Regions from separate parts of the Sus scrofa genome. Here region 1 is linked to region 2. Evidence: chromatin contacts called from public Hi-C data. All regions are on one chromosome and are shown on one strand. The core of a region is the stretch at or near the end of the contact, and the rest is flanking DNA. Distances in the headings are between cores, read along the strand shown.

What was found. Hi-C and Micro-C count contacts between places; a contact is called where the count stands out from the background.
Region 1: a contact with region 2 is called in a Hi-C map of liver, with 4 times the contacts expected there. The contact joins the enhancer-like site here to the promoter of ACAA2 in region 2. A contact is called at or near these places in 3 of 5 promoter capture datasets (fetal liver and liver) and 7 of 47 Hi-C or Micro-C datasets (heart right ventricle, liver, retroperitoneal adipose tissue and 1 more).

Annotation. Positions count from the first base shown.
Region 1 is chr1:99,433,974-99,440,170 of Sscrofa11.1, reverse strand. It overlaps MYO5B (unconventional myosin-Vb), which reads left to right. Exons shown (of 39, transcript XM_021093027.1): 30 at 3,842-4,040; 31 at 5,544-5,637. Among named protein-coding and RNA genes, the nearest start is that of ACAA2, 130 kb to the right of the region's middle. Within about 2 kb of position 4,215, at least 3 of the 83 cell types and tissues checked have an H3K27ac peak or open chromatin away from gene starts, as enhancers often do. A contact at or near this core is called in fetal liver and liver, where this site is marked.
Region 2 is chr1:99,308,576-99,314,222 of Sscrofa11.1, reverse strand. ACAA2 (acetyl-CoA acyltransferase 2) reads left to right here and starts at 3,464. Exons shown (of 10, transcript NM_001167638.1): 1 at 3,464-3,479. The coding sequence starts at 3,464. It overlaps LOC102158467 (a long non-coding RNA gene), which reads right to left and starts at 2,889. Exons shown (of 3, transcript XR_002344322.1): 1 at 2,793-2,889; 2 at 1,171-1,392; 3 at 141-183.

The DNA.
Region 1 (6,197 bases), core at 2,966-5,465, 130 kb before region 2:
TGTCCTCAGGGAGCCAGATGTCCCCGAGGTCCCACCCCCAGATCACTCGGGCATCTGGGAGGCCACTGTCCCCACCCAGTGCAGCTAACACCCTCACAGCGTCTGCACCTTCCACCCCTGCACGGTCCCCTCCTCCCTGCCCTTTTTTCATCTCCTGATTCTTTCCCCAGTTTGTTCAGGTAGAGGGGAGGACAGGGAGTGAACACAGGTGAATGCCACCTCCATTTGCAGCAGCATCAGAACAAGTGCCACCTCCGCTCTGCCTTCAGCATCGTGCTTTCTGGCTGGGGGTGCCCAGTGAGTCCCATAGGAGAGGGTGGGAACCCACTCTCCAGACAGTGACTGGAAGCCAGGAGACTTGGCGGAGCTGATGTTTGCAGGCACCCAGATGCCGGTGACGGGAGGGGAGGAGGGGGAGCTGAGCGTTCTGGAGCCTTCTCTCCTGCCTTTCCACACCTTGGCTGCCATCTCCCTTTCCCGGGCTCTCTGCTGCCCCATCTCTCCCCTCTACAGTGGATGCCCTTTTTCTGTCCTTTATTTCTAGCAAGACTGAGGATTGGGGATACTTGAATGAAGATGGAGAGCTCGGCTTGGCCTACCAAGGCCTAAAGCAAGTTGCCAGGTCAAATGTGTCCCTTTCTTCCTGTGTCTACTCCGTTTTGCCTGCTCGTGTCTATGCTTCATTGTTTTTCAGCTGGAGTGGATGCAAGGGTGCAGTTCACAGGGTGCTGGTGGGTAGCCCCTTGCATCGCCATCTGTCACTTTGTGTCCAGGCCCTGTGGATCAGGTCGGTGGAGGCTGCTTCTTGGGGTCAAGGTGATAGTGACTGATGGCCCAGTGGAACCTTAGAAACCAGCGGGTCCGGCTCACTCACTCTGCAGTGAAGGGATAGACCGGGGGTGGGGTGGGGGGTAGGGGGCAGGTAACGGGGCAGCAGGCCCGCAGCTCTCTAAAACACAGCTGAGAGGAAGTGAATTCTGTGTGTTTCTGAGTCTCTGCGGCCCCCATGCAACACACTGACCATCCTAACGGCAGGATCAGCCAAGAGCATCAGATGCGTTTGTGCTGCTGGCTGTGCTCCAAGTGCAGGGCTCCTCGCAGCCTGCCCTCTGGCACGTGTGCTGGCCCTGTGGAGCTCACAGCAGCTGACCAGCCCAGCGCCAGGTGTGCTACAGGGACATGGGGTCTGACCCTCACTGCGCTTCCCTGGGGCAAGTCTACTGGAGCTCACAGGGTATGAGGAACTTGATTCTTGAGCAGAAGATCCAGAATGTGAACCTGGTTCCATTGAATATGAATCTGAATCGGTAACCCTTTGGCCGCCAGCCCTGGGTGAGCAGTTTAGCAAAGAAGGTTAGACGTGTGCAGAAATTAATACAAACTGATGGTTGTGCCACATGTTTGTTGCCAGTGTGTGGCTTTTTGAGGCTGTGGCACAGATGAGACTCCCAGGAATAGATGGGGCAGTGGTCCTCAGGCTTGTTTCCCAGAAGAGGAGACAGGCTAGGCCAGGTGGCATGAGTGCCATCCCCAGTGCACTCAGCTTGGTGGTGGCAGAGCTGGAACAGGAGCCAAGGGCCTCATGCACCATCTCCCAAGTTCTGACTACTAATGACATCGTAGAGGTCCTATGACAGCAGCAAGAGCCAGAGTTCCCATTGTGGCTCAGAAGTAACAGACCCAGCTAGTATCCATGAGGACACAGGTTTGATCCCTGGCCCAGTTCAGTGGGTTAAGGATCTGGTGTTGCTATGAGCTGTGGTGTAGATCACAGATGCGGCTTGGACCAGGAACTTCCATATGCTGCAGGTATGGCCCTAAAACAAAAACAAAAACAGGCAGCAGGAGCCTCTCTTATTGGCAAAAGAAAGTTAAGATCAGCTTGTTCTCAAGGCAGCGTGTCTCCTGGCTTTGGGTTCAAATGTGGCCCCCACTGTGAGCAGCGTGACCTCCAGCTGGATCAGAACTGGACCTGTCTCCTCAGGTCATTGTGAGGAATAGGGCCGACCCTAGTGAAGCATGTTGCACTGCCTGGCATGCAGTAAGTGTGGAATGAATACTGGCTGCTACATGTGTTAAATGGCTATTTTTCAGTACGATCAGATTCCTGTCCCATCTAGGAATTGTCTTATTTGTGGGTGTGAGAAGGCGCTAGATATGGTTTAACGCATTGGCAAATGAAAGCATAAATCAACAAAGAAGGCACAGCCCTACACATCAGGAGACCTGGCTTCTAGAAGCAGCTCTGCCACTGGTCATGACCCCCAGCCTCTCTCGTATTCTTTTCACACCTGCAAGGTGAGGCGGCTGGCTTGGTTCTTGGGCAGGGGTTCTCGGACCTTGCACAGAACCCTGGGCTGTCACCCAGCTATAGTCTACATGGAGGGTAAGAAATATGTGAGCAGTAAACTCACAGCACAAACCCAGAGTTAATCCTGGAGGCAGAATTCCTAGAACCCAGTGTTCAGGTCTATTTCCTTTATTAAATGTATCACTTAACTGGTGATTACTTTCAGCGTATTATAGTCAAGATTGGCTGTTATCTACCTATTGTGTGTCCTCTAAAAATGCTGATTCAATTCCCAAATTATCTCCCACAGTCCTCGCCCTGTTGTTTGCTTTTGGTGATGCCGCCTGTGAGGAGGGGGTGAATTGGTCATCTCGCCATCATGTCTTCGTTTGTGTCACTTTGCTGAGAAGTCCCTGGGCGCCAAGCATCTCACCTGGTGCTGCGGTGGGGCAGACTAAACACGTGGTCACTTCCCTCTGGGACTTTACAGTGTAGACTTACCCCTCTCGTTGCCTTGTGGATTTGCTCCCTCCTCTCTGGTGGCAATGATCCTGTCCCAGACCAAGAGCCGAAGTGCAGAAACCTGGTGCCTGTGCCCCCTGGCTCCAGGGGCTCTTGGAGCTGTCTCCTAGGCACTTCCAGGGTCCTAATTCTGCCCACCTCTGACCACAGTCTTTATCTGCATCCCAGGAGGAGGAGGGGGTGGCCAAGTCAGAGGGCTTCTAATGAAAATTTATTCAAGCAGTGAAGTCCAAGAAGATCGCTCATAGTCTTATCAGTAATTAACTTCCTGAAAAGGAGCCTTTAACTTCCTTAACTCCTTGCCTTCTATTACGTTGGAACAGGTGGCTCCCAGAATGGCCCAAAGAGTCTTCCACAACTTCTCCCCAACCTTCTCCAGACCTTTTCTAGGTCTCTCTGCTTCTTGTCATGACAGCAGTTGATCTTAAACCTCCCTATCCCCAGATCATTTGCAATTACTTTCTGTTATGACTGGGGAGAAATTGTATAGAAAAGGCCAGAGATCAAGTAGGGGTAATAGTGGTAAGATAAATAAAAAGAAAGGGGCTAATGTTTTGCCTTTCTAAAACTTACAGAGAATCTACTCTAGGACAGTATGCAGTAGTATAGTTCATTCTACCAGAGGTTTGTCTCAGCAAGGAGATTCTTGGGAGCTTTGGGGCAGATATGGATGCTTTTATTGAAAACATGCTATAGGACATTTATTTCTGCTAATATTTTGACGTGGAAGCAGTCCCCAATCCCAGACCAGCTATGCTCAAGAATGAGGAATAAGATAAAGGCCCAAGGCCAGGGGGTGCTGCATTTGGCCTTGATCTCCTGTCCTCCAAGTGAGGTCAGGCTGGCCCGCCTGCCCGCGCAGCCCCATGGATCTGCACCCCCCATGTCATCCCCTGTTGGTTCCGTGCAATCGATGCTGCTGCTGTGTCCCTGCTTGGCTGCTCCCCTCGGCCATGTCTGTCTGTGGCTCTTACCTGGGGGCACTGACTCGAGTGCACCCCAGTCACCTGCACTCCTCTCCCCGTGCAGGTTGCTGGAGGCCCAGCTGCAGGCCCAGAGCCGTGAGCATGAGGAGGAGGTGGAGGGTCTCAAGGCCCAGGTGGAGGCCCTGAAGGAGGAGCTGGACAAGCAGCAGCAGACCTTTTGCCAGACGCTGCTGCTCTCCCCAGAGGCACAGGTGGAGTTCGGCGTCCAGCAGGAGATATCCCGGCTGACTAACGAGAACCTGGTGCGTACCGTGCCCCACAGGGTCCAGCTCAGGGAGGTCACATTCTGGAAGAGGTGGGGTTCAGGAATGGCCTTTCACCAAATGGTCAAGGTTAAAGTCCTTAGCTCTGTGCAAGAACAGAGAATCTGGAAACTTCCAGTCAGGAAGAGTTTATAGAGATAAATACTTATCTGTTAATATACAACCCCAAACCACTTGCTTAGAACAGTACCCCATTTTACCAGTCACGAGTTCTGGCAGGGCTCAGTGGGGGTGGATCTTCTCTGCCCCAACTGATTGGCTGGGGCTGGAGGAAGCAAGACAGCCCCATCCTGGATCTGAGGCCTCAGTTCCCTCCACCTGGTCTGCTTTCCCAATGCTCCTTGTCTTTCATTGGACCACCCTGAGCTGCTTCCTGTGGCAGCTGGCCTCCAGGAGGATGAGCTTGGAGGCCTCCAAAGGTCTAGTCCCAGAACTGGCTCAGGGCACTTCTGCCACAGTCTCTTGATCAAGACAAATCTAGCCAGGTTGAGTGGTGGGGGCAGACTCCTCCTTTTGCTTGGGGGGGGGGGTGGGTAGCAGGAGGAATTGTTGGTGGCTGTCCTTGCAGACAGTCACCAGGGGAGCCCTGGCAGATGCCGGAGAAATGGCAGAAAGTCTCTGTCCTCAGAGAGCTAGCAGGCCAGTAGGGAAAGCAGAGCATGTGAAACAAAAAGAAAAAGAAGACGCTGTTTCCAAAAATCCAGTTCTCCATGGGATTAATATGTATGCAGAAAAAGAATAGTCAGGAGACTTGAGCTGCGGCAGGAGGCATGAAAGGGATGTCACCCATGTGAATGGGCAGAGGAGGGAGCAGGAAGGGAGCCCATAGTTTCCTGAGATCCCACAATGGATGGTTGCTTCTGTCATCTGCATCCCTCCTAGTCACAGAGTCTGTAATGGTCATGGAGCTCCCTCTACCCCTCTCTCTGCCACGGAGAACCACTACCAGGCTGGAACAGGGTGGCTTTAATGCTTTAATGCATCTCGGGTCCCAGGGGGCTGATTTTCTCCATGTGGTGGTGGTTGCTAGGAATTAGGCAGCCACGCAGGGGCCCAAGCCTTGAGCCTGTTTTGCTTCTGTGCCCCAGGTAACCTCACTGGCCTGCGGCCTCCCTGTTGCCCTTGCGTGCCTTCACTTGTCCGCTCTTTCCCAGGGCACCGCCCATCCTCCTGGGGACACGAGGCTGAGGGTCTCCTGGGGGGTTTGTCATGGCAGCCCAAGGAGGCTTGGCCCAGAGAACTGTGGGTTCGGCTGCCTGAGCAGGAGGAGTCTTTGGTCTAGACCGGGGGAATGCTCTGAGCCATTGCGTGCTTCGTGGGTCCAGTCGGGGGAGCAGTGAGCTGTGTGGAGCTGGGCCCCCACATTTTCCCAGAGCCTGGCCTCCTCGATGGCTGCCTGTGAGCCACACTCGGCCCCGATGCCACCCCGGCCCTCCAGGGCATGATTAGATCTGTCCTCACACTGCTTCCTTCTGCTTTTAGGACCTTAAAGAACTGGTGGAAAAGCTGGAAAAGAATGAGAAGAAGCTCAAAAAGCAATTAAAGATTTACATGAAGAAAGTCCAGGACCTGGAAGGTAGGGCGTGAGTGCGTGAGTCACAGGCATGCTCAACCACCCTTGGTGGGGGCGGGGGGACGGCCACCCCCCAGGCCCTTCCACTTCCCCACCTGGTGCTACCCCTGCCCAGTGCAGTCCCTGACAGAGTCACAGAGTGCCCCCCGTCTCAGAATCTGCACTACACATGTGACCTCAGCAGGCATTTGGGTGCACTGACTCCAAGCTCTGAGGGACAGCAGCGGAGGCAGCGGCCCTGTGGTCCTATCCTCTAGGGGCTTGGAGCTGGGAGGCAAAACCCTCCAGTGTGAAAGAATAATATGTAACACAAAGCCCCAAACCACAGGGCCCTGCTCCATGTTCTGGTGGTCAAGAAGGAGAGAGGTCAGTTGTGGGTAAAACTTTCCAACTGGAATCTGCCTCAGAGAGGTCAGGCAGGGATTTAAATCCATCTTCCAGAAACACACAGAATGTTCTTTCTCTGACTTCCTCACTGCAGATCTAATCATGTCATTCTCTGCCTTCCTCACTGCAGATCTAATCATGTCATTCTCTGCCCCTCTTTGCATATCCCACCTTGC
Region 2 (5,647 bases), core at 2,215-4,714:
TGAAGATGCAGGATTGATTCCTGGCCTTGCTCAGTGGGTTAAGGATCCGGTGTTGCTGCCAGCTGTGGTGTAGGTCCCAGACATGGCTCGGATCTGGCATTGCTGTGGCTGTGGTGTAGGCCGGCAGCTATGGCTCGGATTAGACCCCTAGCCTGGGAACCTCCACAAGCCATAACTGTGGCCCTAAAAAGAAAAAAAAAAACAAACAAACTAAAATTAGAGTTGCCATATGATCCAGCAATCCCACTCCTAGGCATATATCCAGACAAAACTACAATTCAAAAAGATATACACACCCCTATGTTCATAGCCACACTATTTACAATAGCCACAACATAGAAAGAACATAAATGCCCTGATGAATGGATAAAGAATATGTGGTGTGTATATACACACAATGGACTACTACTCAGCCATAAAAAAGAATGAAATAATGCCATCTGCAGGAACATGGATGGACCTAGATATTATCATACTAATGAGGTGAAACAGAGAGAGAAAAATATGACATCACTTATAAATGGAATCTAAAATATGACACAGGAGCTCCTGCTGTGGTACAGTTTAAGATTAGCAGATGCAAACCATTATATATGCAAACCTATATATATATAGGATGGATAAACAACAAGCCCCTACTTGTTGGGACTACACTCAAGAGCCCCACTCAATATCTTATAATAAACTATAATGGGAACTATATTCAATATCTTGTAATAAACTATAATGGAAAAGAATGTGAAAAATAATATATATTTTTAATTAAATCACTTTGCTATGCAGTAGAAATTAACACAACATTGTAAATCAACTCTACCTCAATAAAATATTTTTTAGAAAAACTAAAATGTTGAGTTCCTGTTGTGGTTCACTGGGTTAAGATCCCAATATCCATGAGGATGCAGGTTCAATCCCTGGCCTTGCTTAGTGGGTTAAGGATCTGGTGTTGCTGTGAGCTGTGGTGCAAATCACAGATGTGCCTTAGATCCCATGTTGCTGTGGCTGTGGCATAGGCTGGCAGCTGCAGTTCAGATATAACCCTGAGGTGGGAACTTCTAGATGCCACAGGTGCAGGCCTAAGAAGCAAAAAATAAATAAATAAAATAAAATGTTGTCATAGTTCAAAAAAAAAAAAAAAAAAAGAGAGAGAGAGAAAGGAAAAACCCCTACCTATTTCATGGAGTTGCAAAATGTCCCTCAATTTGGATTTGTCTGATGTTATGTGAATTATGTTTTTCTGTTTTGTACAATTCTCATATTGCCTGAGTGTAAAAATTATAAACGGCGTTCATAAGTGCTTGTTTCAATGCTGGACAAACAGTTCCCAAATGTGGCAGTTTTATTTTACTATCACTCTCTGCTCATCCTCTAGAATATGCCGTGGGTGTGACCCTAAAAAGACAGAAAGACAAAAATAAATAAATAAATAAATAAATACAATGTTAATAATCTTAGAATTTCTGTATTGAATCGATGACTGTCAATTTCCTGGATTTGCTCAAATGAAAGAAACAGAAAAAGAAAAGGAATAAACCAGAGGATCGAATTACAATAGCTGGTGAGAAAAAGGGAACAATGGCTAAATGGGAGTTGGATGGGAAATGAATGATGTACATCTGTAACTATGGACATGTTCTAATTACATTTTGAAAGCCTTGAGTGGTTTGGATTACAAGAATCCAATTCAATCCTGAACACATGGAAATTTTCCCTTAAAAGAGTAAACAAATACTGACCTCTAACATGAACTAAGGTATTCCTGGGGTGAAGTGTACTAAGGTCTGCGTAAATAAATAAATAAGATGGTTTGATGGAAGAAGAGAGGAAATGATACAGCAAATATGGCAAAATGTTAAGGGTAGAATACAGTCAGTGAATATACCAGTGTTTGCTCTTTCTATGTTTCTTTCTACTTTTCTGTAAGTTCGAGAAAGTTTTCACAATAACAACACTGGGTTAAAAAAAATAGGAGTTCTTGCTGCAGCGCCGGGATGCAGTTTTGATACCCCACCCAACACGGAGCCAGTGGTGTAAAACGCTAGAGCAGCTCTGATCTGATCCCTGACCCAGGAACTTCCATATGCCGAGTGGCGGCCCAAACAAAAAAAAAAACAAAAACAAAAACAAAACACCCCAAACCCAAACAAACCAAAAAAAAAAAAAAAAAACCCACAACAACAAACGATGTGACAGGGCCACGAAAGTGTTTGAAGAGAAGGCATTCGCTGTTGGCTCAGAAAACCTCAGAGCCTCCCACCACCCCTTATCAGAAGCCTGAGGCAGCCTGGCCGGCCTCCAAGCCCTGGCGCTGAGAATCTGCCCCATCTCTGCCCGGATCGCCTCCTGCTACCCTGGTCTCAGATCGTTCTCAGCACAAACTCCATCACCTGGTTCCCAGATCTCAGATTGCGCAGTGGTCACGTCATCATCGACCAGGGCTCACAGTTACAGCGGCAGAGGCATCCCTAACCTCCCTCATCCCTAGCCTAACCAGCTGCCCCTCCTCTTCCCCCCAACCCCCGTTCCCGGCCCCCACCTCGCCAGTCACGTATTATAATCCTCTCAGGCTCCAGGCCAGCAGCAGCGCTGCCAAGCCATGGGGCCCAATCATATAAGGAAAATACTGCGGCTTCATTCGGGGCCTGCAAAGTGGAACAGGGGGCGCCTCCGCCCTAAAACAGTCGCTACACTCCTAGGGCGCAAACCTCCCCGCCCCCTCCCGGGACCTATTTCCCCTCCCCCGCCCAGAGGCCTAGGCCTTTGCCAGCGGTCTGGGCAGTGGCCTACCCAACCTGCAAAATGGGCTTAGCCAATCCCCCCTCGCCATCTTCCACGCTCCGCCCATTCGACTTCCGGCAGCGCCGCACCAACTGATCTTCAGCTTTTGCGGAAGGTGGGGCAGGTTTATAAAGGCTGGGAAGAGAATGGATAGGGTAGAGTCAAATTATTTTTTTTTTCCCCCTGGGGGAATAGAGAATGGGAGTTTCCGTTGAGGAAATGAACCTGACTAGTGCCCATGAAGATAAGGTTCATTCCTGGCCTCGCACACTCAGTGGGTTAAGGATCTATAGATAGCAAATGGGGCTAGGATCTAGTGTTGCTGTGACTGTGGATAGGCCGGCAGCTGCAACTCGGATTGGACCCCCTAGCCCGGGAACTTCCGTATGACGTGGCTGTGGCCCTAAAAAAAAAAAAAAAAAACCACACAGAGATAAAGTCCTAAAAACGATGTGAGGGAAAAATCCGCTCACGAGGACCCTAGTCCCAGTGCCTCCGCCCCCACCCAGTCCTGTGGGATGGCGCTTAGAGGGCTGAGAGTTCCAAAGCGGCGGATAACTGGCTGGGTGCCCAATGTGTGAGAAGGCAGGGGCGCGGCCCTGCTGGCACCGCCCCCTCGCTCCTAAAGTCTGCAGGACCTCGCGCGGCCGGTCTGCATCGAGGAGGACCCTACGCTGCAGCCACCATGGCTCTGCTCCGAGGTGAGCGCCTCCGGCCCTTGTGGTCTGGTCTAGGAGGGAATCTGCGTCGCCTGCACAGAAAAGGGGACTTGGAAGAAATGCAACGCCGAAAGCATTGTTTGGGTTCAGGAGAAAACATACTTGTAAGGCACTGTTTATAGTAACCTCTGCAACTTCCAGTTGAGAGGACAGTTTGCTCACTTCCGACCTTGAAGGTCATTTTTCGTCTCCGCGGGGTAGTGACTCACCCTGTGGTTCAGCGATCTGGGAGGCGGCGGAGCCTGCTCAGTAAGCCGGGGCCAGAGGAGTACCTTTCAGATGAACCCGGTGGGCTCGGCCTTGGTCAAGGCGTGGGCAAGACTTGGGGGAAGTATGGATGTTTTTTTGGGGTGTCCAGGAAATTTCTGCCGCAGTGACCGTCTCCTCTAACATGCTTGTTAGCGTTCTGTTGGAGAACCTGACCTAATCCCCCTTTCCCTTCCATTTCTTTTGAGTGACTCCAGAAACCAGAAACGTGTAAATCACTGAAGACGTAAATTCTGTAGTTTTGGTTTTTTTGTTTTTTGTTTTTTGTTTTTTTACTGCACCCAGAGCGTGCAGAAATTCCTGGGCCAGGGACGGAACCCGAGCCACAGTAGTGACAGCGATCAGTCCTTATCCATTAGGCCACCAGGGAACTCCTATGGTTATTAACTTAAAAAATTATATGAACTCTGCTTTTCATAACAAATGGTCACAGTAAATGGAATTTTAAAAGTTCATCCTTGTAGTTCCTGACATGAACCCGACTAGTATCCATGAGGACTTGGTTCCATCCCTGGCCTCACTCAGTGGGTTAAGGATCTGGAGTTCCCATGAGCTGTGGTGTAGGTAGCAGATGCTGCTGGCTGCTCGGATCTGGCATTTCTGGGGCTGTGGTGTAGGCTGGCAGCTACAGCTCTAATTTGACCACTGGTCTGGGGGCATATGCTGAAAGTGTGGCCCCAGAAAGACAAAAGAAAAGAAAAGCTCATGCTTATTTTGTGTCCTTTGAAGAACCTTCCGATAGAACAGTTTATGTATATTAAAAATGACTTCAGGTCTCATGTTTGAGGAATTGTGTTCATGATGGTACTGCTTATAGAGTGAGAAAAACTGAGGAGACTTAACTTGGAAGAGAATATTGAGCCGCTCAAGTGCAGATGACAGGTAGGCAGTTGGAAAGGGGTATCTGGGGCTCAGAAAAACCTAAATGACCTGTGAACAGTGCAAGTGAAAAATGGGATTTCCGAAACAAAATGTTTCCTATAATTGGATTTAATTTTTCAGTGCTCTTTCCAACTCTGAATTTAATAAAGCAGCATATTGACTTTTTTAGATGAGTTATGCAAAAAACCCAAATCATGTAAAAGCTGCATTATCATCAGCTATCTTCTTTAAAAGAAAATAGTATTTTTGTTGATTTCTCTATTTTTATTTTTTATTTTATTTTATTTTATTTTTTTTTTTGTCTTTTTGCCATTTCTAGGGCCACTCCCACGGCATATGGAAATTCCCAGGCTAGGCGTCTAATCGGAGCTGTAGCCACCGGCCTACACTACAGCCACAGCAACGCCAGATCCGAGCCACATCTGTGACCTTTACCACAGCTCACAGCAGCACTGGATCCTTAACCCACTGAGTGAGGCCAGTGATCGAACCTTTGTTCCACATGCTCATCAGCACTTGGTGTTGCCAGTGTTTTTGATTTTAGACACTGTAATAGTTGTCAGATGGCATCCCATTGTTTTAGTTTGCATTTACCTAATGACATAAGATAAAAGATAATCAAGCCTCCTTTTTTTTTTTTTTTTTTACTTTTTTGGCCACCCTGTGGCGTATGGAGTTCCTGGGCCAGGGAGCAGATCCAAGCTGCAGTTGCAACTCATGCCACAGCTGCATCAGTGCCAGATCCTTTAACCCACTGTGCCAGGCCAGGAACCTGCATCCTGGTGCTGCAGAGATGCTGCCAATCCCATTGTGCCACAGTGGGAATTCCAAGCATTTTTTTCATATGGTTGTTTGCCATTTGTATATTGTCTTTGGTGAGCTATCTGTTCAATTTTTCACTCATTTTTTTTTAAACTGGGTTATTTGAGTTTCAAGAGTTCTTTGTGTATTTTAGATACCAGTCGTTTATCAAATAAGTGATGACTGGACCATTTGGGTAG